Regions from separate parts of the Mus musculus genome. Here regions 1, 2, 4, 5 and 6 are each linked to region 3. The links are chromatin contacts, called in public HiChIP or PLAC-seq and promoter capture Hi-C maps. All regions are on one chromosome and are shown on one strand. The core of a region is the stretch at or near the end of the contact, and the rest is flanking DNA. Distances in the headings are between cores, read along the strand shown. Region 1 holds the start of Nmb (neuromedin B). Region 2 holds the start of Slc28a1 (solute carrier family 28 (sodium-coupled nucleoside transporter), member 1). Region 3 holds the start of Vps33b (vacuolar protein sorting 33B). Region 4 has its middle 22 kb from the start of Zscan2. Region 5 holds the start of Zscan2 (zinc finger and SCAN domain containing 2). Region 6 holds the start of Pde8a (phosphodiesterase 8A).

Region 1 (4,219 bases), core at 347-2,846, 640 kb after region 3:
CTCATGTCCGAAGGCTTTGGTTTTTGTTTTTCCCAAACTCCTGATCTCAAACCATCCTCCTGCCTCAACCTATGAGGCATTTGGGACTGCAGGCAAGTGCATTGTTCTTGGTCTGCAGGGAATCTTGGTTATCACAACTTGGTGAGAAGGGAATGTGCTACTGGCCTCTGGCGGGTAGAGACCAGGGATGTGCTAAGCATCTCAAATGCAAAGGACAGCCCTGCAGAGCCTTTACTGTCAGGAACACTGGCATTGGGAAGTGGATGGGAGACTGGAAAGCAGGCTGGTTCTGAGGTGTCACCACTGGTCACTTCCCTTCCACCTCAAGGCCGTAGGGATCACAGCTTGGGACACAAGCACAGCCTGGCATGGCAAAGGTGGGCTTGGCTAATGACAGCTGGGGTGGACAAGGCTGTGTGGCCTGGAGAACACTCTATTTAAGAGCTAGAATACTCCTAGTCTGCGACGTCAGACTGGGGATGGGCAAGGAGGAACTTTTTCCCCCATGTAGTCTGGCTGCTGCGTCATTTTCCAGTCTTTGGGATATTCCCCCTTTGAGCCCTGGGACCTTGGCTTTCTGGAATCCATTACCGTCTGGCTAGGCAGTCCCACCCTGAAGACATGCTGGGCAGCAATTCTTCCATGCTGGTACTGGGGAGGGGGCTTACCTGGATTGGGGGAGCTGGGCCACTGAAGTTCATGCCTAGAGCTTTCTTTCGCAGGAGGATCCTGAGCAGATCATGACTCAGCTGTAGTCTCTGGTCCCTCGGGGTGTTAGGGGGTGCTGTCCCCACCAGTGACAGGCTCGGGGGTTCCAGGCTCTTCTTGCCCATGAAGTGACCTAAGAAAGGAGGTGCCAAGGTACATGGGAGCTCAAGATGAGGACCCCATCACCACAGCAAGCTCTGGTCTAGTCGACCTTTCGGCTCTCACAGAGGGAAGACAAGAAACATTATCCTCAGAAGCCACAGATCTCTGGGTGGAGGCAAAGCTGACATCCTGAGCTTTTCCTGACCCGCTGGAGGATAGAAGACGGGTAGATAGCCCAGGACCAGGGAGACTACCTGCCAGGGAAGGAAGTGGAGAAGGTGCCTCTAAATGGATGCAGAGAAGACATGAGGTGAGAAGACTTGTCAGTCTGCCTAACCGACTGGTAACCGGATCTAATCTCTGTCTTAAACTTTCTGAGTGGGTTATCTTAGCCATGTCTAGGGTCTCAAGATTCCCATCTGTTAAACTTGATGAGCCCCCCGCGACTGCAGGAGCTCCGCTACCAAGAGCCTCCAAAGTGTTGAAAAGGAAACTGAGGACCAAGGAGAATGAGGCATGCTTATAGGGGGTCCCCTAACACTTACCGGTCGCCCAGAGGTTGCCCCGAGGGTGCACTCGAATCTTGCTTGCTCGGCTGCGGGGCTCCGGGAGATCCCAGTTGAAGGGAGCGACGCCGGAAGCGAACAATGCGAAGAGCAGGAGACCACGGAGGAGCCAAGAGCTCCCTGCTTGCCGGGTCATGGCTGTGCCAAACAGGCTCTTCTCTGGCACTCTCAGGATACTAGTTCTCGAAGCCCGCCTTCCAGCCTTTTAAACTACAGTCGGGAGCGGAGCCTGCCTGAGGAGCGGAGCTCGCTCCGCCCCAGAGCCCCGCCCCGCAGGCTCCGCCCACACAGCCTTGCATCCCGGTTTCTCCTAGAAACCCACCACACTCGCGTGCTTATGGCATCGTCCCCAGCAAAGGTGGTTCCCAAGGCCACCAACACAGCTTTCTGTGTTTCCATCAAGTTGTTACTTCAGCCCTCAAAGCTTCTCCTTAAAGCTAAAGCAGAACAAGAAGCCCTGCTTTTGGCAGTCTATGTGTTTGGCATCATCCCGCAGAGGAACTCAAGAATCCTGTCACCTCCTGTCTCAAACCATCTGAGCCTTGTTTGCCCTGCTTTGTGCTCACAAATGGCACACACTGGATAACCTGGACAAGTTCTGTGCCCAGAACGGGGACAGAATTATGGGGAAGGGAGTGAGGAGCTGCCTCCTAGTAGTGGTACCCTTTAAAGGGCCTGGCTTATCATACTGTAGGTCAGATCAGTGGAAAGATTGCTGGGCCAGATGACTTCTCTAGTGTAAAACGGAAATAACCATACTACTTGTGGAGAAGCAGAACTCTGCCTTCCAGAGCTGTTCTTATTGGTCTTGGAAAGTATCTTCAGTCATCAGTGGCATCCCTGAATGATCAGGGGCAGATATGTGCTCCGACCCAGCATTGTGGGAGGGGCAGGAGGGGACACCAATTTCCTGTTCACAAGAGTTCACTTACTCATTAGAAACTAAGTCAAGGAGTGACTGATGGAATAGAGTATTAGGTCTTGGACCCTTTACTGCATCATTTGTGCTGCCTAGCATAATCTTTTTATTTTGTTTGGGACATGAGCTATGTAGCTCTCTGTCCTGGAACTCCTACATAGAACAGATTGAGTTGAACTTATAGCAAGCCTCCTGTCTCAGGTTCCTAAGTACCAGATTATAGATGTGAGCCACTCTACTTGGTTTGCTGTCTTTACTGGGTCAGTTCTTACCTTCTGCTTTGTTTGAGACAGGGTGTCCTTCTTTCTGCTGTCTGTCATATAGTCCAGTTTAGCAGGCCCACAGATTCTGGGTTATTCTCCCATCCATCTCTCTCATCTCACCACAGGAACACTGATTGCATGTATGTGTCAGTACATACAGTTTGTCATGTGGGTTCTACCAATCTGAACTTAGCTCAGCCTTGTGGCTGCAAGTGCTTTTATCCACTTCGTCATCTCCCCAGCCTACACCTTACTTTTTGAGGCGGGGTCTCTTGCTGAAACTGGAGCTCATTGACTCAAACCTGGCTGGGCAGCAAGCCTAGGGACCCTCCTCTCTCCACCTGCCTAGCGCTGGGATTTTAGGTGCTGGCCCACACCCCTGGCTTTGCGTTTGGTGCTGGGAATCTGAACTCAGTACTCATACTTGCACGGCAAGCACTGCCTAAGCTTAGCCTTCATCCCCCAGGCCCAGGGAAGTTTTCTGAGGCCGTGTTACTGAGGTTCTGGAGTGTGGCACACGGGACAGTGACAGTCCATTTCTGGCCCTGGCTTTTCCCTTCAGTCTCCTTGCTTCTCACTTCCAACCTGACATTCACACCTCCCTGCTTTCTTGTCACAGCTTAGCCATGGTGTTCAGATATAGCTCTTATCACCTTCCCATACTAATCTTCCCTGTGTGGCTGCCTCCCGCTTTTCTGCATCTATCACATGCTCAGACTGTCGCTTTGGTCCATGGACGTAGAAACCAAAGGAAACAGTATTGACTTTAGTGAGTGCTGACTTCCTTAAATGCTTGAAGGAACTCACCTGACAAGCTTCTCTCTTATGTCACTGTCAGAGATCACCTCAGAGGCTTCGTTACTTGTCATGACACCTTTGGGGCACTGCCTGATGTACCCAAAGCTTTGAGAACACACACAGCTCCCCCTAACACATGCACGCCATTTTCCCACGCCTGTATCCGCTCAGCACCGGGGTGAGTTTTGAGTTCTCTGGGGGCAGAGCTAGTGACACTACCTCTCCCAGCTCACTGCTCTCCTGCACGTGACACTGAGTTCTGTTCTCACAGGCTCACGGATCTGACACACACAGCAAGCCAGGAAGCTGCTACTCAGTGAAGAGAGCGAGAGCCCAGGATGCCGGGAAGCCCTGCAAAGTGGGCAGGCCAGGCAGCGGCCCTAACTGCACGGAACCTTGGTGCACGTAAGGTGACAGTTACACACTGAAGTAATATTTTCAGCCCCAAAGAGGGTTTCTAAAAATGTTTTGGGATTTTAGAGACTTACACTCACTGTGGAGCCCAAGGCTGGCCTTGAACTCCAAATCCTCTTGTTTCAACCTCTCCAGTGCTGGAATGTGTGCCACATTACTGAGTGGCCAAAGAGGTTTTAACACTTGGGAATCTGGTACAGAATCCCACGATTCTAGGAGATTTGATAATCTGAGCCAACCCGAGGGAGAGAGGGCTTTGCAAATCTACGTTTTCTGCAGTAGCCCATTCAACTTCCAAAGACAAGACAGGGTAAGGCACCCAGTGTGGCAACCTGTACTGGGAAAGAGCAGACCTCTGCTGTGCACAGACCTTGTAAAGAAGCAGTGCAAACGCCTGAACTCTGCTTTCTCTCCTGGGTGGAACAGAGGTTACTCTGTAGCTTGTTAAA
Region 2 (4,123 bases), core at 901-3,400, 850 kb after region 3:
CAAAAAAGAGCTAAAGCAACCAAGGTGCGGCCTCCAAGGGGCAGCACAGGACTCGGGGGTGGTACTCATGCAGCTTTGTTGAGGCCCTTTTGATCTCAGGGAGATTGCATGTGTAGTCACATGATCTTCTTCAAAGTGTTCCATGATCCAGCACCTTGCTTTCTCATGCTTGTGCCTCCCTTCTCTGGCCTGTCAGGGTAAGTGGGACCTCAGAGAACCATTCCCTCAGCAAACAAGAGAGCAGCAGAGGGGGCCAGTGAGGCAGTAAGGGACGAGTCAGAAGCAGGACACCCACCCCACCTCCAGCTCTCTGTCCATCCCTGTGGTCTGCATCCCAATCTCTCAGTCTCCCAAGCCCCTGTGCCCCAGAGAGATTTGACTTCCTGGGTGAGATCCCTGATGGCCACTCCAGCCCTGAGGGGAGCAGCCTGGGAAGGGCACAGGGCACCCTGGGCCGTAAGTGGGGAGCAGGGTGCTAAGACATCAAAGGCAGCTTCCAGCTTGGCAGGGAGCCCACCCTCGGCAGTCCACAGATTAGGGAATAAGTTAGTTTAAGAGTCCAGGGTGAATCGAGATCTTTGGGCTCCCAGCTCAAGGTTCATCCTTGTTTAGAAGGCCAGAGCCTCTGAAGCTGCTGTAAGGAAGGCTGTGAAGTAGCTTGCTCTCTCAGTGAGCCTCTGCCGGCTTCTGGGCACCAAGAGGAAGAAAGAGCAGTGTGTGTGTGTGTGTGTGTGTGTGTGTGTGTGTGTGTGTGTTTGTGTGCGCGCGCGCACGCACAAGAGGAGCCACTGAGAACAGAGGCATCAAAGCGGATAAGGTCCTTTCCCTTCATTGAGGCTGAGGGGGGCTCCTTCAGTATCTGCTCTGGCCCCATCCCAGTCTTGCTCAAGGTAAACATTTATCTTATGATCAAGGGGACCAGTGACCTGACAGTGGGTATTGTATCTCGAGATACAATATACGTATGTGTCCATGTGTGCGTATATGTATCTCCAGATACAATATACGTATGTATCCATGTGTGTGTATATGTATCTCCAGATACAATATAGGTATGTGTCCATGTGTGTGTATATGTATCTCCAGATACAATATAGGTATGTGTCCATGTGTATGTGTGTGTATATGTATATTCAGATAAGCAAGTTGTGAAAACCCTGCAACAGTACAATTTCCTATTGGAAAATGAATAACAAAATAGTGTATACTTAAGGGGAAATAAGAAAAATTCTTAGGCTCTGTATATTTCTATAACACCTTCATGCTTCATTCCGCATGACCAGGGGTGTGGAGATGCACACCTGGAATCCCAGTATTGGACATGTGGAGGCCAGAGGATTGGGTGTTTAGGGCTAACTTCGGCTACATAGCAGGTTCAAAGTCAGGCTGGGTTAGATGAGACGATATTCTCCTAACCCCAATAGAAACAGATAGTTTCTAAGAACAGGGGGTACCACTTATGTCCAGCCTCTTCTTTTCCATTTTTCCAAAACAGCCAGTGTATGCCTCTGTGTGAGGCATCTTTTGTATCATAAAAGATAATTAATTATTAAAGAGTGTGCATCATCAATTATTAAATCCTGTCAGGTAAGTTTAAATTTAGTTTGAAGACTGTAGATGAAAGTGTTGTCCCCCAACTTTGCACGTGTAACTCGGGTGTCACTCTAGGAAGAAAGGGGAGAAGGAAATGGTGTGATTTTGGCTTGTTTCTGCGACTGTGTGATGCTTAGCCCCGAGCCACCACCTGTTTGTGATAAAGACAGCGCTTTCAATATCTTCTAGTTTTGGAAAACGAGTCGCCGATACTGTGAGAAAAGGAGGCTGAGCCACAACACGAAGACACATTTCCAGGATGCTGACAGAAAGAGGAGGGAGAGAGTAACCAAGGTGGCTTCCCAAAGGAGGCGTCCTGGAGCAAGGCCAGGAAGAGGTTGGTTTGGGAAAGGGCAGCAGACAGAGGGCAGGACCACAGAGGACCCGGCTTGAGTGAGCCAGGCTACCCCATCATGCTTTTTCTGAAACAGGCTGGGGTCCCCGCCCCTGCGGTGGCCCTGAGCTCTGGGGAAGCCCAACCTACTTCAGTTTTGGACTCTGCCCAGGAATTTCCACAGAAGTGAACAGGCCAAAGCCCAAGCAGGTTGGACCCAGCCCTCCCACAGCAACCTGTGCTTCAGTCAGTCAGTTCTTAACAGTCAATCCCTCCTGACGCTGCCTTCTCACTACAAATCTGTGAGTAGTGTGGGCTCCTCTCCTCTCCGTACAGCAGTGAATGCGAGTGCCCAGGTAGCAGGCATCCCCCAGCCCTGGCTGCATGCTCCACATGCCCTCTGAGGGTCTGTGTCTGGGGAAGATCTGCTTAGCCAGCTGCTGTTGAGTAGGGAAGGCCTAAGGTGTGGGCAAGAGAGGGACCGCAGTGGGGAAACGGGAGTTTGGGCTCTCATTTGCAGGTGAGCTAACATCTAAAAGCAGCTTCACTGAGAATGAGGAATGTTCGGTTTTGAGTGGAACAGTCCTGGGTAGCGCTGGCTTCAAGATGGATGAAATGAGCACTTCCTCCCCTGCCAATGATTTTCACCGGTTGTAGGAAGTAAAGATAACTAAGGGCTCTTTTCTGAGCCGTGCCCACACCAGTGCCTACGCCATCCCCTCTTTCCCTTCCTGGTGACTGGTGACTAAGGGACAGTTCACTGTTGGAGCTTACAAGGACTTGCATCTCCCAGGATCAGGAGAGAGGGCAGAAAGGGTGTCTCTCCCACTCTCCCCTTCTCTCTCCCTCTCCCTTTCCCCTCCCCCTCGCCCTCCCTCTCTGGTTCCTTTTCTCTCTCCTGGCCCTCCTTTCGGCTGTGGACCCTCTGTGACATCTTTGTCTTTCAGCTGAAGAGCCTAGCACATGGCAGACGACACACCGAGGCAACGAGAGTCCATTTCCCTCACACCTGTGGCCCATGGCCTGGAGAACATGGGGGCCGAGTTCCTGGAAATAATGGTCTGTCCTCTTCCCCTATAGCACCTCCTCAGCCTGACTGGCATCTCACAGGGGTGTGGGGTGGTGTGGGGCTCAGCTTGATTGGCATCTCACTAGGTGGGGTGGCTCAGTTTGACTAGCAGCTCATAGTGGGAGGGCCCCTCAGCTTGACTGGCAGCTATGGGCTGGGGGACTGTGTGTTTCACTCTGTGCTCTGAGCTCTGCTTGTGTAGTACCTCCCCAGCACAAAGCACCCCCTTTATTTCACCCCTTAAACATGTTCTGAGTACCCACTGTGTGATGTACCCACTGTGTGCTGTCAGCAAAGGTCCCAGGAGGGAAGAACATCTGGTCTACAAGATGAGAGGGGAAGCAGATGATGGGGTGGGGTGTCCTTGGCATTTAAAGAACTTGCCATCTTGTCTTGGCTCCCCAAAGGCCAAGCAGAGGACTGAAAAGCTTGACATGATACCTTCTGCCCTCCCTCCCTTCCCTAACAAGGCTCCCTCTTCTTTACCAAGTGCCCCCTAGCCCCCTACTTGGACAGTGCAGTAAGAAGTGCCCTGGAGTCATGCAGTGGGGCGGGCCTGCCTGGGATCTTCCTTAAGGGTTTCCTTCGGGTCTCCAGGAAGCCAGAGTGAAATGCTGAGGCAGGATATGTCTGTACATAGTAGATGCTCAATGCATGCATTGAAGAATTTAATTAAGAGGCACCCCATTTCCCATGCAGCAGTCCAGTCTCTATCTCAGTCTTCTCATGAGGTGCTTGTGTGTGCATGGGGCTGCCAGGGTCTTCCTTATCTCCGTGCTCTTCAGCCATAGTTGTCCCTTGGTGGGAAGGCTGACCCTGACTGCTCCCTGTCGGCTTTAGGAGGAAGGCCAGCTCCCACACAGGCACTCAAGCCTGCCAGAGGGTGGAGGCAGCAGGAGCAAAGCAGTGTGGAAACCCTTCTCCCGATGGTAGGTGATGTCTGTGAGGGCATGGGGAAAGCTGATGGAAGCCTGGCCAAGGGAAGTCAAGGGTTGAGCCAGGCCAGGTGCTGGTACCCAGCCAGGATGTAACCCAACACAGACACAGGGCTTCTCAGGCCTCCCTGCAACCTCCCTCATTTGCCTACTACCCCATTCAGTTGTTGAGCTGCTTTGTGAACTCCGGGG
Region 3 (4,445 bases), core at 1,344-3,843:
AGACAGGTAATGCGGTCTCACTTTAGCTGGAAATAAAGCAGCCACAGAAGACTGGGTACGTCAGCCACTTGGGTTGGTGGACCACAGCACAGAGCACATGGCTGGACCACCTCTATTCCTCAGTGCAGCGGTCACCAAGCAGGTTAAGATGGTGTGAGGTCAGGCCAAGGTCAACATAAAGTATGAAGCACTATGGGCTTAGGCCTTTAAAACAAACAAACTTATTTATTGTAATGGTGCTAGAGAGTGAATCACCCAGCCTGGTTTTTAAGTGACTTATCCCGTTGGTTTGTTTTCTAAACAGGATTTTGTTGGTATGTTCCTTTTAACCCTTTGTGAAGAGTAGGGTAACAAATTCAAGAAAGTAAGAAGAAAGAATCAAGTGTTATTTTTACCATTCTGCAGAAAGGATGCCAACATAGGGTAAAGGCAAAAATAGCTAACATGCTGCTTTGGTGCCAGATGATATTTTTAAACTGATGATGAGAAAGTCCTGCCCTCTATCCCCATAGGCTGTTTGGGATTCACAGTCGAGCATAACCTCATCCTATTGTGTTAAGAGGCAAGACCTTTTAATATAAGTAGTTTGAGGCTTGAGGCTGTTCTCCGTTTTGTAGCTAATTTTTAAATTATAATTAATTTTTTTGAGATAGGGTCACTATATAGCACCAGCTGTACAGCAACTATGTAGACCAGGCTGGTCCTGAAGTCACAGAGATCCTGCCTCTTGTCTACCCAGTGCTGGGTCTGGCTGTCGCCATTCTTGGTTATTCTGGATTCTTTTCACCCTTCTCCACCCCTTTCCTACCCTTTCCACCCCTGAACACTAGATAAGAGAAAAAAAGGATAGGAGAAGAAAGAGACCCCTGAATAAAATCAGGGTTCAGAAAGGGGCAACATTATCATTAGACTACTTCCTGCTGATTAGGGGTGATGAGTTCCTTGGAGCAAGTTTGATCTTCTCAGCCAGGATATCTAATTTCTTCACCCATGACTAAACAAATTGCAACCAACAACCCATCATGCCTCTTGGGGCCCTAGCATTTATACCCTCTGAAAAGACACCAGAATTCCAAATGTCACACACAAACTATCTGCAGCTGGCAAAGTCATGCCCTTGCCAGAGCACAAGGCAAATCATGGTTGATGCGAACCATCTGAAGCAGCCTCATATCCCACACCTGGGATTAGAACGAAAACGTGTTCTTATATTTCCATTAAAAAAAAAAAACCAAAATTCCAAAATTTTTACTATACCTGGCCTCAATATATTTCCTATACCTTAAGTCTCACCTCTCACATCTTTTCCTCTTTGCTAGTTATTTTTAGAAGCTGGGTCATTTGTCCCAGGTGAGTTTCTGCTTTGAGGGAGTGGGAGTTGGGGAGGCAGGGAAGGGGTTGGCCAGAGGTTGGGGTGGAGTCCTTGCTAGCTCTCCAGCTAACCTTTTGAGTCAGGGTTTTCTGATGAACCCAGAGCCAGGTGATTAGGTTAGTCTAGCTAGACAGCTTGCCTGAGGGATCCCCAGCCTCTGACTTTGGAGTGCTGAAGTTACTGAGCTGATGTCACACCCCCTTAGCATGTTTGTGGGTGCTGGGGATCCAAACTCTAGTCTCCACCCTTTCATTCACTGAGCTGTACCCCAGCTTCCCTCAACTTTCTGTGGAGACCAGAGTAGCCGAGAACTCCTGATCCCTCTCTCTGCTTCGAAGGGTTGGGTTTACAGACACCCACCAAGATGACAGACTGCCTTTGTTTTCTTTCTTTTTTAAACAACAAAGTATTATACCTCACCCTTTCTCCCATTATTTCATTTATTGATTTCCCCAGTCAGCTCCTATCTGCAATAGACAGCATGGCCTACATATTGTGACCTTGTTTCATAAACAAATTCTATGTAAACAACACTATATAGATGTGTTTCTGTGTTTTTGCTTGTTTTTGATTTTTGTTTTGGTTTTTCTAGACAGGGTTTCTCTGTGTGGTCCTGGTAGTCCAGGAGCGCACTCTGTAGGACAGGCTGGCCTCAAACTTAGAGATTCACCTTCCTCTGCCTCCCAATGGCTGGGATTAAAGGCGTGCACCACTACCAGCTGACTACTTCTGTATTTTGCCTCTTTAATTTGTACAGTTGTTTTGTAGCATGATTGTGCCACAAGCTTATTCATTTCTTCCATAATGGCCATTAACAAATCGAACTCCAATAGCCAAGGGTTACAGCTGGCAAGCCTTAACTTTCATAGTCTAACACATTCATTCCTCTTTACACTGCTCGCTTACCTTCTATTACCAGGAAGCTAAGGACTGAATAGTTGGAGACTAAATTAACAGCTGAGACTCCAGCAATCAGCGCTCTGTAGACTAGGTTTCTCTCTCTCTCTCTCTCTCTCTCTCTCACACACACACACACACACACACACACTGTGCTCTGCAGACTAGGTTTCAAACACACACACCGCTCACATTCACACAAAGTAAACCTGTGAAAAGATTCACTCCCGTTTTCAAATGTCCCTTCCCGGCCGCCGTCCCCTTCTAGTGCTCTAATCGCTAACTGGGAGACCCGGACTTCCGGGATGTCTAGGAAGTGGCTTTTCTCTGGGTAGGAGGCGGGGTTCCCCGGCACGCTGCCGAGTGTGCGGATGTCGTTGGGAATCCTGCTGACAGGCTGAGTGGACTCGGGCGGGACCAGTGACTATAGGTCTCCAAGGAGAGTCGCCTGAGCCTGTGGCCGTCCGTCCGGGAGGTGGTCGGTCATTCATCCGTCGAGTACGGCAGAGGAGCGAGGGCCCCTTGGGGGTCCTGGGATCCAGAGCCCAGGCAAGCGGGGTACCAGCCTGCAGTAACACCTTGGGCTGTCGCCGGCCTTTGCAGAACAGGGAGAATTCTGCTGCTCTCACACGGTGGCTCAGGTGACCGCTGCCATGGCTTTTCCCCATCGGCTGGACGCCCCTGAGCTTCCCGACTTCTCTATGCTCAAGAGGCTGGCTCGGGACCAGCTCATCTATCTGCTAGAACAGGTCAGTGCCTGCCGTGGCCGGCGCCTTTACTGCGTCAACAGTGTGGCCCTCAATGTGACTTCTTCCTTGCTGAGTCCCTTGGTTTTTTTTCTTTGAGCTTCTGAGACAGATCCAAAATGGGGCGGTCAACAGGAAAAACCAGAGTAGTAACAGTTGCTTGAGACCTGGCCAGAGAATAAATGGAAATTGCCAGCCTCTGTGCAAATGAAAAAGACACACTTGTGCCAGGCATCACTGGAGATGGAAATACAGTTGAAATACCTCTGTCACTAGTTACATTCCAGGAGATGCCCTATGAAATAATGACCCCTAAAGGGTGCTGGATGGTAAGTGAATTCTAGACTTCCGGAAAAGTTTAGAATAAACAACAGCTGGGGCGATCTAAGAGTTTCCTGAGATCTAGAGTTTGAAGAATAGACATGCTTTCTCTGGAGCAGGAACATCGTGCACATTCAGGCAGTTGGGCTGCTAGATGGGAAGCCTAGCAGGGAAGGACCGGTGCATGAGCAGAGGAAAGAGCTAACAGAAGTTACACTGTAGGTTGGAAATAAAGTTCAGTGGTTAGACAATTGCCCAGGCAGGGTTCTCGGTTTCATCCATTGTTCCCCATGGGAAAGAAAGGGTGGTCGTACACACCTTTAATCCCAGTGCATTCATTCCTTCACAGGCAGAGGCAGGCAGATCTCTGAGTTTGAGGCCAGCCTGATCTACAGAGTGAGTTCCAGGACAGCCAGGGCTACATAGAAAAACCCTGTCTTGAAAAACAAACAAACAACAAAAATCAAACCCAAACAAACAAATTACACAGCAGGCTGAAGACCCACACCCATTTGTAGTGTGAAGCAATGTTTGCCATAGTGGTTTGTAACGAAGAGCAATTGGACAGCAGGCTAGTTCAGAGAATACTGATTAAAGTAGTAAAAGCTTACAAAAAACTGATGGCAGTAGAAAGGAGAGAAATGATGGGGTTTGGTTGTTGGTTTTGTTTCTTTAGGTCGTACTATGTAGCCCAGGGTATCCTCTGGCAAAACCTCTGATTCAGCCTTCCCAAGTGCTAGCATTACAGGAATTTGCCAGCACACCTGACTTGTGATAGATTTATAAATTACAGTGAAAGAACATTCAGAGATATTGATTAGTTGTAAATATTGAGGAAGTACCAAAGTTGACTTAGTCTGTGTTATTAGGACAGTAGTGTTGCTACTGTCATTGTAATGGTTTGCTTATTGTTATGGTTTGCTTATTGTTCATGGAAGCCTCTCAGGTATAGGAATAGTGTGTGTTCTGCCCAGCATCAAGTACTGAGCTGAGAATCAGCCACATAGCAGGTGCTTAATGAAAAATTGTTGTGCCAACATTGAACGAAACTGAAAAGCACACACGTGTAAGTCAAATGCATGTAGACACAAAATGCGCGTGGGCACACA
Region 4 (4,589 bases), core at 371-2,870, 570 kb after region 3:
AAAGGTTGGAGACATGTCTGTTTAGGAAAAAAAAACCCACAGCCCAAAACTCCCTATTACTGTTTTGCTGCATATCTTTTTGTAATGGAACAGCTGTTCTCAACCTGTGAGTTGCAATAACCCCTCTGGGGGAGGGGGAAGGTGTCAGATGACCCTTTCACAGGGGTTGCCTAAGACCATCAGAAAACATAGACATTTACATTGCCATTCATAACAGTAGCACAATTACAGTTATGAAGTAGCAACAAAAAATAATTTTATGGTTGGGGGTCACCACAACATGAAGAACCGTATTAACAGCATTAGGAAGGTTGAGAACCACTGTAATAGAAAAAGCTGTATAGCGGGGCCAGGCAGAATGGAGCAAGCCTGACTTGGGAAGTAGAGTCAGAAGGATCAGGAGGTTAAAGGTCACTTATTTTGCTGAACAGCACTTTGGAGGCCAGTCTGAGCCACCACCCCCATCTCAAAAAAGAACAACTAACAAACAAACAAACACTTGGGCCAATCAGAATCGGGAGCTCTTGGGGCTCAGGAGATGGCTTAGTTGGTAAAGAGCTTGCCCATCTCACCTACACCCCAGTAGAATCCATTGATGAGCTCCAGGCCAACAAAAGAACGTGTCTCACAAGTGATAGACTATGTCCTGAAGATGACACCTGAGGTTGTCCTTGATCCTCCACAAACTTGCTTATGCACCCACATCTGCATTTAAAAACAAAACAAGCCTGGCATGGTGGCGCCCGCCTTTAATCCCAGCCCTCGGGAGGCAAAGGCAGGCGGATTTCTGAGTTCGAGGCCAGCCTGGTCTACAAAGTGAGTTCCAGGACAGCCAGGGCTATACAGAGAAACCCTGTCTCGAAAAACCAAAACCAAACCAAACCAAAACAAAACATAAATCTCTTGTGGGTTTTTGTTTGTTTTGAGACAAGGTGTCTCTGCTTAGCCTATGCAGACTTGGAACTCCATAACTCAAAATCCTCCTGCCTCAGTTTTGAGTGCTGGGCTAGCAAGTGTGCACCTCTAAGGTGTCTTGGTTTTGTTTCGAGTTGTTTAAAGGGCAGGGTAGAGTAACTGGGGCATCATCTCTGCAGAGGGCTCTGAGGTGAGTTTCACATCTCTTGCTCTGATATCTTTTTTTTTTCAAGATTTATTTATATGAGTATACTGTAGCTGTATTCAGACACACCAGAAGAGTGCATCGGATCCCATTACAGATGGTTGTGAGTCACCATGTGGTTGCTGGGAATTGAACTCAGGTCCTCTGGAAGAGCAGCTAGTGCTCTTAACCGCTGAGCCATCTCTTCAGCCCCTGCTCTGACATCTCGCGTATTTGATTTACAGGTATCACAAAGACACTACGGGACACTCGCTTCTGCCCAGGCGTTCCCAGTGGCGACAAATACATTGTGAAGGGTTATGGGAAAAATGGCTTTCATATCCGAGAGAGGTCACTCCCTTTTCACACCATCTGCATCAACAAGATGCTGTGCTGTGTGGGGCTGACAGGCTCCACTTTCAGTGTCGAGTGCTTTTGGGAAGCCTCTGAGCATAGTGGCCAGGGTTCATATTGGCCAAGTCATCCCGACCTCCCGACCGACAGTTCTCACCAAGCTGCAGAGTAAGGAACACGTGACTGAAGCCCTGCCAAGTTCAAGTTGCCTGGCCACAGATGATTCACAACGCAAAGAAGTGCAGCTTCACCAAGTTTAATGCAGATGAATCTGAAGACAATGGTAGCTGAGAAGTCGCTCATCCCTGAAGGCTATGGGATCAGAAATATCCCCCATCATCCGCTGGAGAAGTGCTGGGTCCTGCAGAAAGAGTTTCCACTGTGCTGAGACCTATACCGCACTAAATTGTGTTCAGTGGTATACCTCACATCCAGTTTGGGGGAAAAAAAAAAGGCGGCGGTGGAGTGGGGCAAAGAGGAGAATTTTGGTGGCTGGGAAGTTTGCAGAACAGAGAGAGGTCGGATTTCATGAGATTCTGCTACCTGCTTCCTGCTGCCATCCCACGGACAGACAGCACATGAGAATAGAGGCCTAGAGGCCGGTGGCAAGCTAGAACCCGAGAAAGAACATTCCTTTTAAAACCAGTCACAGATGGTGGCACTGCCAGGGGGACCACGCCCTGGGGGAGGGCTAAGAGGAGGAAGTTGCTGGAGATGGGCATAGAGGAGGATGTGCTCTTGTTTAGGGAAATAGGGATGGAGCCAGGGACTTCAGAAGAAAGGAGAGCGTTTTCCCTGTGAGGTGGAGAAAGACCCTGAAATCCGGCCAAGGAAATGGTGTTTCTGAAATGTAATGTTATACAAATTGCCAGGTGAGCATCCTTAAAAGAGAAAAGTCTCAAACATTTTTCTTTTCTTTCTTTTTTTCTTTTTGAGACAGGGTTGCTATGTGTAGCTCTGGCTGCCTTGGAACTAGCTCTGTAGACCAGACTGGGTCCACCAGCCTCTGCCTCGGAAGTGCTGGGATTGAAGGTGTGTGCAACCCACTCATCCCTCAAGCATTTTTATTCATTCATTCATTCATTCATTTATGTATTTCCCCCTCCCCCTCCCAATGTACAGGGTTGAAACCCAGGCTTGTCCTAGTGCTCTGCTTCCTCCAGTCTTAGTTAGACACTTTTACTTTCAATAATTTCTTTCTTTTTGTTCTGGCATGCATATGTGTGTACGCATGTTTGAATTTATGTGTTTGGCCATGAAGGCCTGGCTCACATCTGGTGCCCTCCTCATTTGTCCTCTATAGAGGCCGGGCCTCTGGCTGAATGTGGATCTCCTCAATTCTAGCTGCTCTAACCAGAAAGCTTACTCTCAGGGACCTCCTAGCGCTCTCTCCCAATGCTGGGGTTCCAGGAAGTCAGCAGGCCTTCAGGGCTCTTACATGGGTTCCACGGGTTGGAACTTTGTCCACATTTTTACGTTCCAAGTGCTTTATCCACTGAGCCATCCCCCAAGCCTGTTTGTCTACCTGTCTGCTTTTGATTTGTGTAGGAAGAAATGAGAAAGTACTCCTGACAGTGGGGCACGCTAAGGAAGGAATAGCCTGGGTTTTCTTGTTGTGTGAAACAGAGACTCACTATGTAGCCCTTGTTAGCCTGGAACTTGCTATGTGGACCAGGCTGGCCTTGAACTCACAGAAATCTTCTTGCCTCCACTTCTAGAGTACTACTGGGATTAAAGACATGTACCTGGCCAACAGCACTATATTAGCAAAATCTTTTTTACATTACAGTCATAGAGAATGGTTCAAAATTAATCCCCAGTCTTTTGACTGGAAAATCTGGAGCAATAAAAACCAGATGACCAGATGGTGTAACCTGGGTGGGCGGCTTAGACCCTGTCTCAGAGCATGAAAATGTAAGGTATTAGTAGATACAAAGCTATGGCATTGATGAAATACACACATTTTTTTTTAAATGAGAGTAGAATCATGCTATGAATATTACTTAGTAATTTGCTTCTACAACTTATTTAGGAGCAAATAAATGTCCAGAAGGATCCTGGCCCTCTGGGTCTAACCTGGAGCAAACTGAGTCCCAGCCTGGGTTCTGCCTACAGGCTTTGGCCTCCATTTTTTTTGTCAGAGCTGATGAGCTGTTAATCTTTAACCTTCAATCCTGCCTTACTCTAAGCTATTACTCATTCTGAGCACATGAAAGAACTCTTGTTTCACAGCCTGGACTTGACCTTAACAAACATCTAAAACTCTGGCTCCAGTAAGAAACAATATACCATCTAGTTAATTGTAAGAAGTCCCTATAATAAAAATAGGAAATGGATTTTCCAGCCATTTTTTCCCCTTATTATAGATCCCTTTTCCTTTATGTTACATTGTATTGTTATTTGTTTGGGGTGTGCTTGTGGGTACATTCATTTACATGTGAGTGAATGTATTTTAATTGGGCATGCCCACAAAATAATTTAGCACATAAAAGAGATGAATTTAAGAAGAAAGCTGAAATGGCCACAATGTGTTAAAATCTTTTGACCTAAACAACATATGAAAACAACTGGAGTTATACCAGAACAATTACATGGACATGTGACACAACTCTGTGACACTGGGACACCTAGGTCAGGGGAAAAAAAAGTTAGAAAGCTTATCTCTCTTTAAGTCCTGAGTAAGGCTTAGTAACACAGGCGATCAAAAGGTGAAGTTCCTCCAAGAGACTTAGGGTAATCCCCTTTCTCTCTTTCTAAATAGCAGAGGAAAGGACAGGTTTTTGTTTGTCTTTATCTTTTTGAGAGAGGCAGAAGTGTTCTTTCCTCCCAACCTGTGGGTCCAGGGTTGGTGGCATGTGCCCATACACACCGAGTGATCTTGACAGCGCCTCATTTTCCCCTTGTGTGTGTGCACATGCATGTTCAATATGTCTACATGTGCACATGGAGACCTGAGGCTGGAGTCGGGAATTTTCCTCTTTTCCCTATTTTTGAAGCAGGGTTTCTTGAGACCCCGAGCTCCCCCATGCTGTTGGTATCCAGCAGCTTGTTCCTAGGCCTCCAGTCTCTACTCCTGGGCCAGACGCAGGAGCACTTGGCATTTCTGGGGAACGCTGTTTATGTAAAACCTGACACC
Region 5 (4,492 bases), core at 517-3,016, 590 kb after region 3:
CACCCATACGGGTGCTGGGATCTGAACTCGGATCCTTTGAATGAGCAGGAAGTGCTATTTACCAGTAAACTATCTCTCCAACATTCAAATTCTTTCATTTGATAGACTACGAGAAAGCAAACGACAAAATGAGAAAACAACAGTTCCTGGGTCAGCGAGATGGCTCAGTGGGTAAAGGTGCATTTTATCGTAGACCACGGAGGATATTGTTTATCACTTCTCCCTTAGATTTCCTACCTGAGTGTCCAGGTAGTTACTCTCTTGTTTTTATTTAGTATGGATCCCATGGAACCAGGCCCACAAACTGTTGTGAGCTGTAATGTAGGTGTTGGGGTCTTCTGCAAGAGCAGCAAGTGCTCTTAACTCTTACGCGCGCTCAACTGGCCAGGAAGAACGACGCTGCAACAGGATCCTTCTGCACACGTTTATTGGGAGAGCTTGATTGTAGAGGCGAAAAGACCCTGAGCCCAGAACTGGTGCTGCTTACATAGGCCTAGGAGAGGTGTGTCTCACATCTGATTGGTTAACTTGTCTTGGCAAAAGAACCTTCACTGCCTATGTATGTGTAGTGGCCAGCAGTAGCCAACTGCCACTCTGCAACTGCCACTCTGCAACTGCCACTCTGCAACGGCTTCCCACACTTAACCACTGAACCATCTCTCCAGCCCCCAAGTCAAGGGTTTTAACTAGAGCGAGTAAGGGAGTAAAAGTTTGTATGCTCTTTGGGAAGAGAGCAATCCGTACAGAGTAGGAATGGCTGTGTCGGGGACAGAAGTGGGTTTAGATTTATCCTTTATCTGTTATCCTCTCCCTGTCCCTCCATTAAGGCGGGCACTAAAACAAAGTGGCACACTTTTCTTGGAAGCTCATTTCACCCAGTCTTGGGGCTTAAGTGCCCTCAAAGCTGAAAAGTTCACTTGGTGAAGGGGTAGCAGGCACTCCATGCATACTCTTATCTAGAGATACCCTGAAGCCAGTTGAAGCTGAGCCAACTAGTAGACCACTACCATCTATTGCTGTTCTTTACATCCTGTTTTGGGGACCTTGAGATGACCCATCTGGAAGGACCACTATTGTCCTTTGTGTCCTGTTTTAGGGTGCCTGGGTGGTCATTCCCTCCCAGAGCTAACCTCTTGCCTAACTGTAGGGCAGGTTCCAAGGAGCCGACTATAGACTAGGACTTACAAAGCAGAAAGAGCGGGGCGGGGCTTTCGTGAAGACGCAAGAATACCACGTGTGAAAACAAAGGGGAGTGCAACCCCGGAGTGCAAATGCCTGTGCGTAGCTGCAAATTTCCAGGAGAGGTGCGAACTTGGGCCAAGAGGAACTTTGATTGCGCAGATTTCTTCTCTGCTTAGAGTCAGCTTTTGGCTCTCGAGGGCTCATTTGCCACTCAATTCTCAGCTGAAAAAGACTGATACATTCACCCAGCTTTCATTTTTTATAGATAAATACACGCGAGCTTTAGAGAATTGGCACTATCTGTCTCAGGTGAAAGCTTTGGGCAGTACTAGAAGACAGACAGCTAGTCCTGGGTCGTCCTCTGCCTCTGATCCGGAGGCATTACTTACGGCTATCAAACCCTCTGTTCGCTCAGGTACAAACCACCCCCCCCCCCGTCTCTGGGTAAACTACATTTCCCGCAATGCATCGGGTGGAACTTCCCTCCCAACGCCCATCTGGACGCAGTTTTCACCAATAGTGGAGCAGAATTTCAGGAACTGTTGTGGACAGCCAATGAGAGTGGCCATGGGCGGGCCTCTCCCGTCCATTGTTCTCTGTGCCCCTTGGGCTTGAGCTGAGGTGAATCCAGAGGGGCCGGGCCGGGCCGGGCCAGACCGTGGGGTGCTTTTGCGCTCAGAGAGATAGCGGGAACAGGACCTGGTCCCTGGAGAGGCGAGCGGGAGAGGCAGGTCAGGAGCCGCGCGCCCCGCGGGGAACAGCCAGAGAGACAGCGAGTAACGGGCCTGGAGCCAGCTCAGGGCAGTTTGGGGGAGGGGCGTCGGTGTCCGCGCCCGACGGGCTGGACGCGCAGCTCTGCGTCCTGGTTCTTCGGAGCCCTCGAGGCTCCGCTCACACCAGAGCGCTGGGTACGCGCAGCCTAGGAACGCAGGCTTTACACTGGGAAGGGATGCTCGACGACATCCCACCGAGCCGCCTCCTTGACCAGGTGGGGAAACTGAGGTTCTGAGGGGGCGTGTCGGAGCCAGGCTTAGCTAATAAGCTGTCTAGGTTCAGTGTTCCCGGGATGTCCAGGAAGAATTACGATGTATTTGTGTTTCACGTAGTCATTTTGGACAAATTGACATTGGGAGCTTCAGTTTTCTTTCTGTTGTTGCTGTTCTGTTTTAACTTTTGCTATTTTCATGGGGGAGGGCATGTTATCTGATTCTATGGTGTAATGATTTTTTAAAAATAAATATTCATTGCTTTCATAATACTTAAATAGTTTTTAATTCCACTGCTTTGAATATTTTGTAGAGCTACTACTCAGATCTAGGTGTGTGTCCCCCACACCCCCACCCCCCGCAATGATCCCCATGTGTGTTCATTTAAAAAGGAATTGGGCAGGCAGTAATCTCAGCACTCAGGAAGCAGGACAGGCAGGTCAGGAGTTCGAGGCCAGCGTGGGCTACATAATGAGATCTTGCTTCAGAAGCAAAAAAATAAACAGAAATGTCTGTACTGAACATGTAGGAGCGTTCTCGTTATTATTCCCAAACAGTACAGCATACCAACTGTTTACATATTATTTACACTTAAGTATATGTTGTCTAGAGATGATTGAAGGTATTTGGTACACCATTTTATATAGGGGCCTTGAGGAGTCCTGGATTCTGGGATCTGGGAGATTATCTGAGGGCAACCTCCTTTGAAATATAGCACTAATGACTTGTAGTGAAGCTGGGGGCACCTTGACATGCGATCCATTAGTAATCACTATGATGTTCCATATGATAAGGATGAGTGTTATCTATTCATTAAGTGGTCACTGAGGTTGAATGACTAACCTCTTTGTTAGGTCACAGTCTCTGAAGGGAGTCTGAACTGACTTAGGGTAGGATATGTCAGTTCTGTTTCTCTCAGCCCAGATCACTGCATCCCACTACTCTTCCTTTGGTCTTCTGAAAAGAGCAATGCTGTGTATGTGTGTGGTAGTTATTATTATTATTATTATTATTATTATTATTATTATTATTATTGGGTTGCTATATCCCCTTGTTGTCTTTAAATATCTACTAGGTGTTTCTACCCCACTTCAGACCATATTGTTCCCAGATAAAAGACACAGAAACCTGTAGATTCATAATAAGCTTAAAAGCATTAAAGTTGGGCTATTTTGTCTACCTCCCAAGGTATCACTTGCCATGCTCTGCCTGGGCCGCTTCTACTCCATCAGGCCAGCCCCTATAGCCATGGGCTCATGAACTACCTCCCCCATGGCCACTTCCTTCTTTCTTTTTCTCTCTTCATGGTCTCTACCTCAGATCCCAAGCCTGGGAACCTTTGCTCCACCCCCTGCCTTCTGCCCAGTCATCTCTATTGGCTGGGATAAGTTGGGGGGTGGGGCAAGGTTTACAGAGCATCATTTGGTGTATATGAGACCTTCTAGTTGCGTGCAACCAGATCTTGGGGGCCAGTATTTAGCATTTGAATAGTGATATCAGACCAATGTTGTGTGTGTGTGATATTTCTTCTTTTTTGGGGGGGGGGTGGGTGTTTCAAGACAGGGTTTCTCTGTATAGCCCTGGCTGTCCTGGAACTCACTTTGTAGACCAGGCTGGCCTTGAACTCAGAAATCCGCCTGCCTCTGCCTCCCGAGTGCTGGGATTAAAGGTGTGCGCCACCACGATGGGCTGTCATATTCCTTTTGCCATAGAGAGTCACTGCTTTTAGAAGTAAGGCAACAAGCCTCTGTTGGTTTTAAATATGCGGAGGCTGCTATGAGATGGCTGTAGCAGTTTCCTTAGTGATTCTGGTTCTCTGCCTTGTTTCTCAGCAGTGTTTCTTGTTGAGATTGGAGGAAAGACGGCCTTCTCAGAGAGCCTGACTGGAGACAGGTGTTAGGCTTGAAGCCTTCGTGACCATCCAGGAAGTTGGACAATGGCAGCCGAAGTGCCAGCAGTGAGCACTCCCCTCAGCCCTTTGGTTCAGGTACCTCAAGAAGAAGATGAACAGGCAGAGGTCACCACTATGATCCTGGAGGATGACGCGTGGGTGCAGGAAGCAGTGCTGCAGGAGGATGGCCCTGAGTCTGAGCCCTTTCCCCAGAGTGCTGGAAAAGGCAGCCCCCAGGAGGAGGACGCAGCCGAGGGACCCCAGGGTGCTCTTGTCCGATTTCGGGAGCTCTGTCGGCGCTGGCTGAGGCCAGAGGTGCACACTAAGGAGCAGATGCTAACTGTGCTGCCAAGAGAAATTCAGGCCTGGCTGCAAGAACATCGGCCTGAGAGCAGTGAGGAGGCAGTGGCCCTGGTGGAAGACCTGACCCAGA
Region 6 (4,641 bases), core at 1,108-3,607, 940 kb after region 3:
CCAAAGCTGGAGTTGCAGATAGTCATGAGCCACCACGGGGTGTGTGTGTGGGGGGGAGGGGGGTTGGGAACCAAACCGGGTCTTCTGCAAGTGCTTTTAACCTCTGAGCCAACTCTGTAGGCCTCTTTATTTTTTAAAATTTCAACAGAGACTTGCTATATAGACTGCCTGGCCATCATTCAGGGCAACCCTTCTGTCTCAGTCTGGGATAATGAGCTTAAGCCACCACTCCCAGCGCTGGTGGGAGTCTTTTAAAAATTTATTTTGCATGCAGGTCTGTGTGTTTGTGTGTTTGTGTGCAAGACAGAAGAGGGGATCAGATCCCCTAGAGCTGGAGTTACACCTGGCATGGGTGCTGGGAATCAACCTTAAGTTCTCTGCAAGTACCCTACTAGCTTGTAGCCACTGAGCCATCTCTCATCCATGGTGGGATTCTTCACCTGCCCAGGAAGTTCTGGGGGACTTATGGGTGGCACCCGTCAGAAAGCTTTAGGTTGTTTCTGTCAGTGTGACCCACCTTTTATAGTCACAGTCACAGGTTTCATGGGTTATGTTAAAGACCTACAGGTAGATTCCAGCCAGAGGGGTGGTTGGTGGTGGTGGGATGAATTCCTGTCCACAGCTCCAACACTGTGACCCTGGCCAAGGTTACAGAGAATTAAAAAACAAAAACAAAAAAAACGGGCTCCTTTTACAAGACCCAGGAGTAAACTGATGGCTCCAATTGCCAGAGTGTCTTTCTTAGCCTCAGGTTCCAAATCTGTGGGTTCCTAAATTGCAGGGTGAGAAATCAGTTTCAAAATGAGAGAGAAAGGAGTTGGGGGGGGGGGGGGGACGACGACGACAGAATCCAACTCAGGATCAGAGAGAGATTGGGGAAGGTACGGATCTGTCTTTGGTCTCTAGCTAGCCTCCTTTCCTCAGCCCCACCCTGCTATTGACATCAAGCTCAAGGATCCCTAAGACAAAGCAGGGCCGCTGTGAGCCAGTCCGCGAGGGGAGGGCCGGGGCTTCCTGGAGCTTCACTAGCAAGGTCACTGTGGAGTTGTCAAGGCCAGACTTTTGGTGGGCGGAGAGAAGAGCCTTAGACTTGTACGTGCATCTTGGCTAAAGGCAATTTCTCTAGGGATCCAGCTACCAGCTGAAAAAAAACAAAACAAAACAAAAAAAAACAAAACAAAAAATCTACCCTCTAAGACTGCTAGTTGAAAACACCACAGACTGGGTGGAATAACGGGTGTCAGTACAAAAACTTTTCCTGTTTTTCAAGACACCTTGGAGGAGCCAGTCATATTTTTATAGGACAGCGTGCTTTAACTTGACAAAGGAGCCGCGTGCCAAAGGCCAGAAAAGAGAACCAGTTTCTAAAGCTGCTCCAGCCTTATCCGCTCCGGAAGCCGCCCTGTATCCTCCTTTGGTGGCGAAGATCGATGCTCAAGGACGTTGCAGCTGCCACAGGGACCAAGCACCTGTGTCTGTCACAGCAGGGACTTCAGCCCGGAGCACATCTCCGGGTCTTAACAGTAGCCAGTCCGCGGGCAGGAGTCTCAGCCACTCAGGGTCGCACCCGGGTGCGTGTAGGAAAGGTGTGGACTGAGGAAAGGAAGCTACGTCCCGGTCCCGCCAGGGTCCCGGTGGACCTAGAGAGCAAAGAAGGGCGGGAAGGCCCTCGAAGTGGCTGGCTCTGGGTATCAGATGCACACCCAGGGGCGTCGCCCTCCAGTTTCAGCTACCGAGAGGTTAAGAGACTCATCTGGAGTCACACAGCTAGCTATCTGGTAGCACTTGGGGGGCTGCAGTTCTGATCCCTGCTGGACGGACGCACAACTCTTCATTTGGTTCGGATCCTTGGGACTGTCGAACCTGGAATCGTCCTTTGGTTAAGAGGACCGGCTTTCCCTAACCAACTTCGAAATATTGCAGTCCCACAGGTCTGAGTGCAACCAGAGGCGTGACGTGCCAGGTCTTGGAGCAAGGGCTATCCCTGGTAATAACGCCTGGGACCTGGAGTGTAGTTCCCCATGGACTTCGGAACGCTTCGGACTGAGGTCCTTCCAACTGGTCTCTTAACGGACGATAGCTCCAAATCTCAAACACAGTGACCTGACAGTGAACGAACTCGGTAGCCCCTGAAGCAGAATGGCTCTGTATCCTTCAGCAAGTCCTTTCCTTTCTCCGGACGGGCTGGCTAGGTGCCCCTGCGGTCGCGGCCGCGCATGCTCTTGGACGGGCGGTACAGGGAGCGGGCGGCGGGCGCCCCAGCTGCTTTGCATTGACGCCAGCAGCCGCTGGAGGTCACCGCTGGGGGCTGGGCGCGGCGAGTTGCCCGCAAGACGCGGTCCGGAGCACGGAGCGGGAGTCTCGGATGCTCAACTCCTGGCTCGCGCAGCCGCCTCGGCGCTTCTCGACGGCGCGGCCCGACCGGAGTCGAGGCGCTCGCTCCGTCAGCGAGCGGGTCCCCAGCTCGGAGTGCGGGCGCCGAGGGCTGGGCTCCCCTACGGTAGCCCGACTAGGGGCGCTCACCCAGCCGTCCGCCGGGCCGAGGAGAGGCACCGCCAGGCGAGCGAGCGCCCGTTTCCTCGAGAGTCAGACGAGGCGAGGGCGGCGGTGCAAACGCGGCGCGGGCTCGCGGCTCCCGGTGGCGAGAGCGCAAATCTCCACCCCCGACATTTCCCCGGAAGCGCGGCGGCTGCGGCGCGCGCGGCGATGTGAGGGAGACAGCGGCGGCTCCCGCCTCAGGAAGGGCATGTTCGGAGGGGCGTCCGCGGCGCGCCTCTCGCCCCAGCGCCCCCTCCCCACGGCCGCCGCGCCCGCAGCGCAATAAAAGGGGCGGCCGCGCTTCCTGACGCGAGACCCGCGCTTGCCGCCGCCGCCCACCCGCCTGCCCGCCCGCCCGCTCAGGCCGCGATGACACGGCGCCCGCGGCGGCCCCGAGGCGCCGGGCGGGCCGTTTGCTGACCGGATCGCGGCTGCCCGCCAGCGAGTCCGCGGTGCCGCCGCCGCCAGTATGGGCTGCGCCCCGAGCATCCACACTTCCGAAAACCGAACGTTTAGCCACAGCGACGGCGAGGACGAGGACGTGGACGTGGACGTCCCGGGCCCCGCGCCGAGATCTATTCAGCGATGGTCGACCGCGCCCGGGCTCGTGGAGCCTCAGCCTCGGGATAACGGCGCCTCGAAGGTGAGCCGCACTGGGAGGGCGGGGAAACAAACGCGGGGCACTGGGGGCCCTCTAGGCAGCCGCCCTGGCGTTGACCGACGCCAGCCGCCCGCGTTTGCGGGCTGTCGCGGACCGAGGCTTAACAGGGCTATGACGCGGCGCCGCGGGATCCGCCGTGTCCGTTCCTTCCCGGCCGGGGTCGGACGCGGCGAGTCAGTTTTCTCCCAGCGGGGTGGGTGGGGGACCCGGGATATCCCCGGCACGTTCCTGACATGGTAAACCAGAGTGCACTTTGCTCTGGCATTCCCAGAGTAGAAAGGCAAGGGTTGTCCGCACTGGGAAGGGTCTTAGATGCCACCAGTTCCCCCCCCCCCTCACCCCCTGCCTAGCTTATCCCAACCTCTGTCCTCTCATTGCACAAGCAGTTTCACTTTTCCACTTTTTTGGGGGCCATTGAAATGTAACCTGGAACATAGGTTTGGCTTCACTGCACGCTTTATCTGAAGTTCAGGTTTGTTAGCATACGTGTGGTATTTAAAGCCTGTGTAATTAGAAAATACTACTGGAGACGTGACCGTGACCCTCGAAGGATTCAGCAGGGCGAAGTTAATTTTGTATGGAGGCAGTCTGCCTGGGACTTGCAGGGTTTTCTGTTTTGTTGTTTGTTGCGTGGCTTCTCCAGCGCCTTTTGCCTCAGCTTTTATCAAAAGTTTCCAGGGCGAAGGTTTTCTGAAGGAAAGATAAAAGTTCACAGAGGCACCCGCAGCAGCTTCCCACTTACATTTGGGATTTTGGAGTGACATCTCAGGCGTTGTAAAACAAACTGGTATGCTGGGCTGCAGTGTTTGAACATAGACTCCTCTTTACTAGGAAGTTTTAAGTATTTTGCAATTTTTAAAAATTGCTTACTGGGTACTGCACACCCTCCCAGATTTGAACGATGTAGTTGACTTACTTAACTGTCTTAACTTTCTAGCAGTCATAGAAATAATCCTTTTTTGTTGGAAAGAGACGATGTTGTTCAGCTTTGCACACTGGAGTGCTTACCCTGCCCTACCAATTGCTCTAAGTGAAAATTCAACTGTGTTCTGATTATTCTCAGTTGAATTCTTTCTCCTGGGGTTTCTTTAAAGAAACCTGTGATGGCTAGAGTTTAGAAGGCTAGGCCAAACTGCTTTTAATGGCTTATATAACTAAGTCTTAACAGGCTTACAAACAAGCAAGACACTATAGATAAAGTTGAATGTGGGAACCTTAACAACTGTCACATTTCTTACCCAAATCTAACATTGTTTTCTTTTTCATTAGCCAATATTAAATTCCAAAGCCATCTTTCTTCAGTGAGACACCTTTCTTCTTACAGGCCTTTTTGTGGTGGCTTAGACTTCCTATTAGGCGTCCTGTAAACCTCTCCTGTGCAGCAGTCCACCTCTGCCATCCACAGGTCCTATCCCCGAGTACTGCTGTGCCCACAGATCTTT

Evidence for each region. Promoter capture Hi-C pulls out the DNA fragments that hold promoters and counts their contacts. HiChIP or PLAC-seq counts read pairs in DNA pulled down with a chosen protein or histone mark.
Region 1: a contact with region 3 is called in a promoter capture Hi-C map of liver, with 2.6 times the contacts expected there. The contact joins the promoter of Nmb here to the promoter of Vps33b in region 3. A contact is called at or near these places in 4 of 39 promoter capture datasets (fetal liver, hippocampal neurons, liver and 1 more) and 1 of 9 other capture datasets (liver).
Region 2: a contact with region 3 is called in a promoter capture Hi-C map of liver, with 5 times the contacts expected there. The contact joins the promoter of Slc28a1 here to the promoter of Vps33b in region 3. A contact is called at or near these places in 2 of 39 promoter capture datasets (both in liver).
Region 4: a contact with region 3 is called in an HNF4G HiChIP or PLAC-seq map of pancreatic cancer cells. The contact joins the enhancer-like site here to the promoter of Vps33b in region 3. A contact is called at or near these places in 5 of 39 promoter capture datasets (hippocampal neurons, liver, neutrophils and 1 more) and 2 of 115 datasets of contacts at active chromatin or transcription factors (memory CD8 T cells and pancreatic cancer cells).
Region 5: a contact with region 3 is called in a promoter capture Hi-C map of liver, with 4 times the contacts expected there. The contact joins the promoter of Zscan2 here to the promoter of Vps33b in region 3. A contact is called at or near these places in 6 of 39 promoter capture datasets (the C10 cell line, cranial neural crest, hippocampal neurons and 3 more), 1 of 115 datasets of contacts at active chromatin or transcription factors (pancreatic cancer cells) and 2 of 9 other capture datasets (liver and macrophages).
Region 6: a promoter capture Hi-C map of liver shows a contact between it and region 3, with 3 times the contacts expected there. The contact joins the promoter of Pde8a here to the promoter of Vps33b in region 3. A contact is called at or near these places in 2 of 39 promoter capture datasets (both in liver) and 1 of 9 other capture datasets (liver).

Annotation. Positions count from the first base shown.
Region 1 is chr7:80,903,466-80,907,684 of GRCm38.p6, forward strand. It overlaps Nmb (neuromedin B), which reads right to left and starts at 1,597. Exons shown (of 3, transcript NM_026523.4): 1 at 1,356-1,597; 2 at 669-841. The coding sequence starts at 1,512.
Region 2 is chr7:81,112,649-81,116,771 of GRCm38.p6, forward strand. Slc28a1 (solute carrier family 28 (sodium-coupled nucleoside transporter), member 1) reads left to right here and starts at 2,151. Exons shown (of 18, transcript NM_001004184.3): 1 at 2,151-2,229; 2 at 2,875-2,986; 3 at 3,837-3,925. The coding sequence starts at 2,891.
Region 3 is chr7:80,267,062-80,271,506 of GRCm38.p6, forward strand. It overlaps Vps33b (vacuolar protein sorting 33B), which reads left to right and starts at 2,594. Exons shown (of 23, transcript NM_178070.4): 1 at 2,594-3,018. The coding sequence starts at 2,923.
Region 4 is chr7:80,836,326-80,840,914 of GRCm38.p6, forward strand. No RefSeq gene overlaps it. Among named protein-coding and RNA genes, the nearest start is that of Zscan2, 22 kb to the right of the region's middle. Within about 2 kb of position 1,621, at least 73 of the 459 cell types and tissues checked have an H3K27ac peak or open chromatin away from gene starts, as enhancers often do. A contact at or near this core is called in pancreatic cancer cells, where this site is marked.
Region 5 is chr7:80,859,165-80,863,656 of GRCm38.p6, forward strand. Zscan2 (zinc finger and SCAN domain containing 2) reads left to right here and starts at 1,767. Exons shown (of 3, transcript NM_001382511.1): 1 at 1,767-1,913; 2 at 4,001-4,492. The coding sequence starts at 4,105.
Region 6 is chr7:81,210,908-81,215,548 of GRCm38.p6, forward strand. It overlaps Pde8a (phosphodiesterase 8A), which reads left to right and starts at 2,358. Exons shown (of 22, transcript NM_008803.3): 1 at 2,358-3,181. The coding sequence starts at 3,008.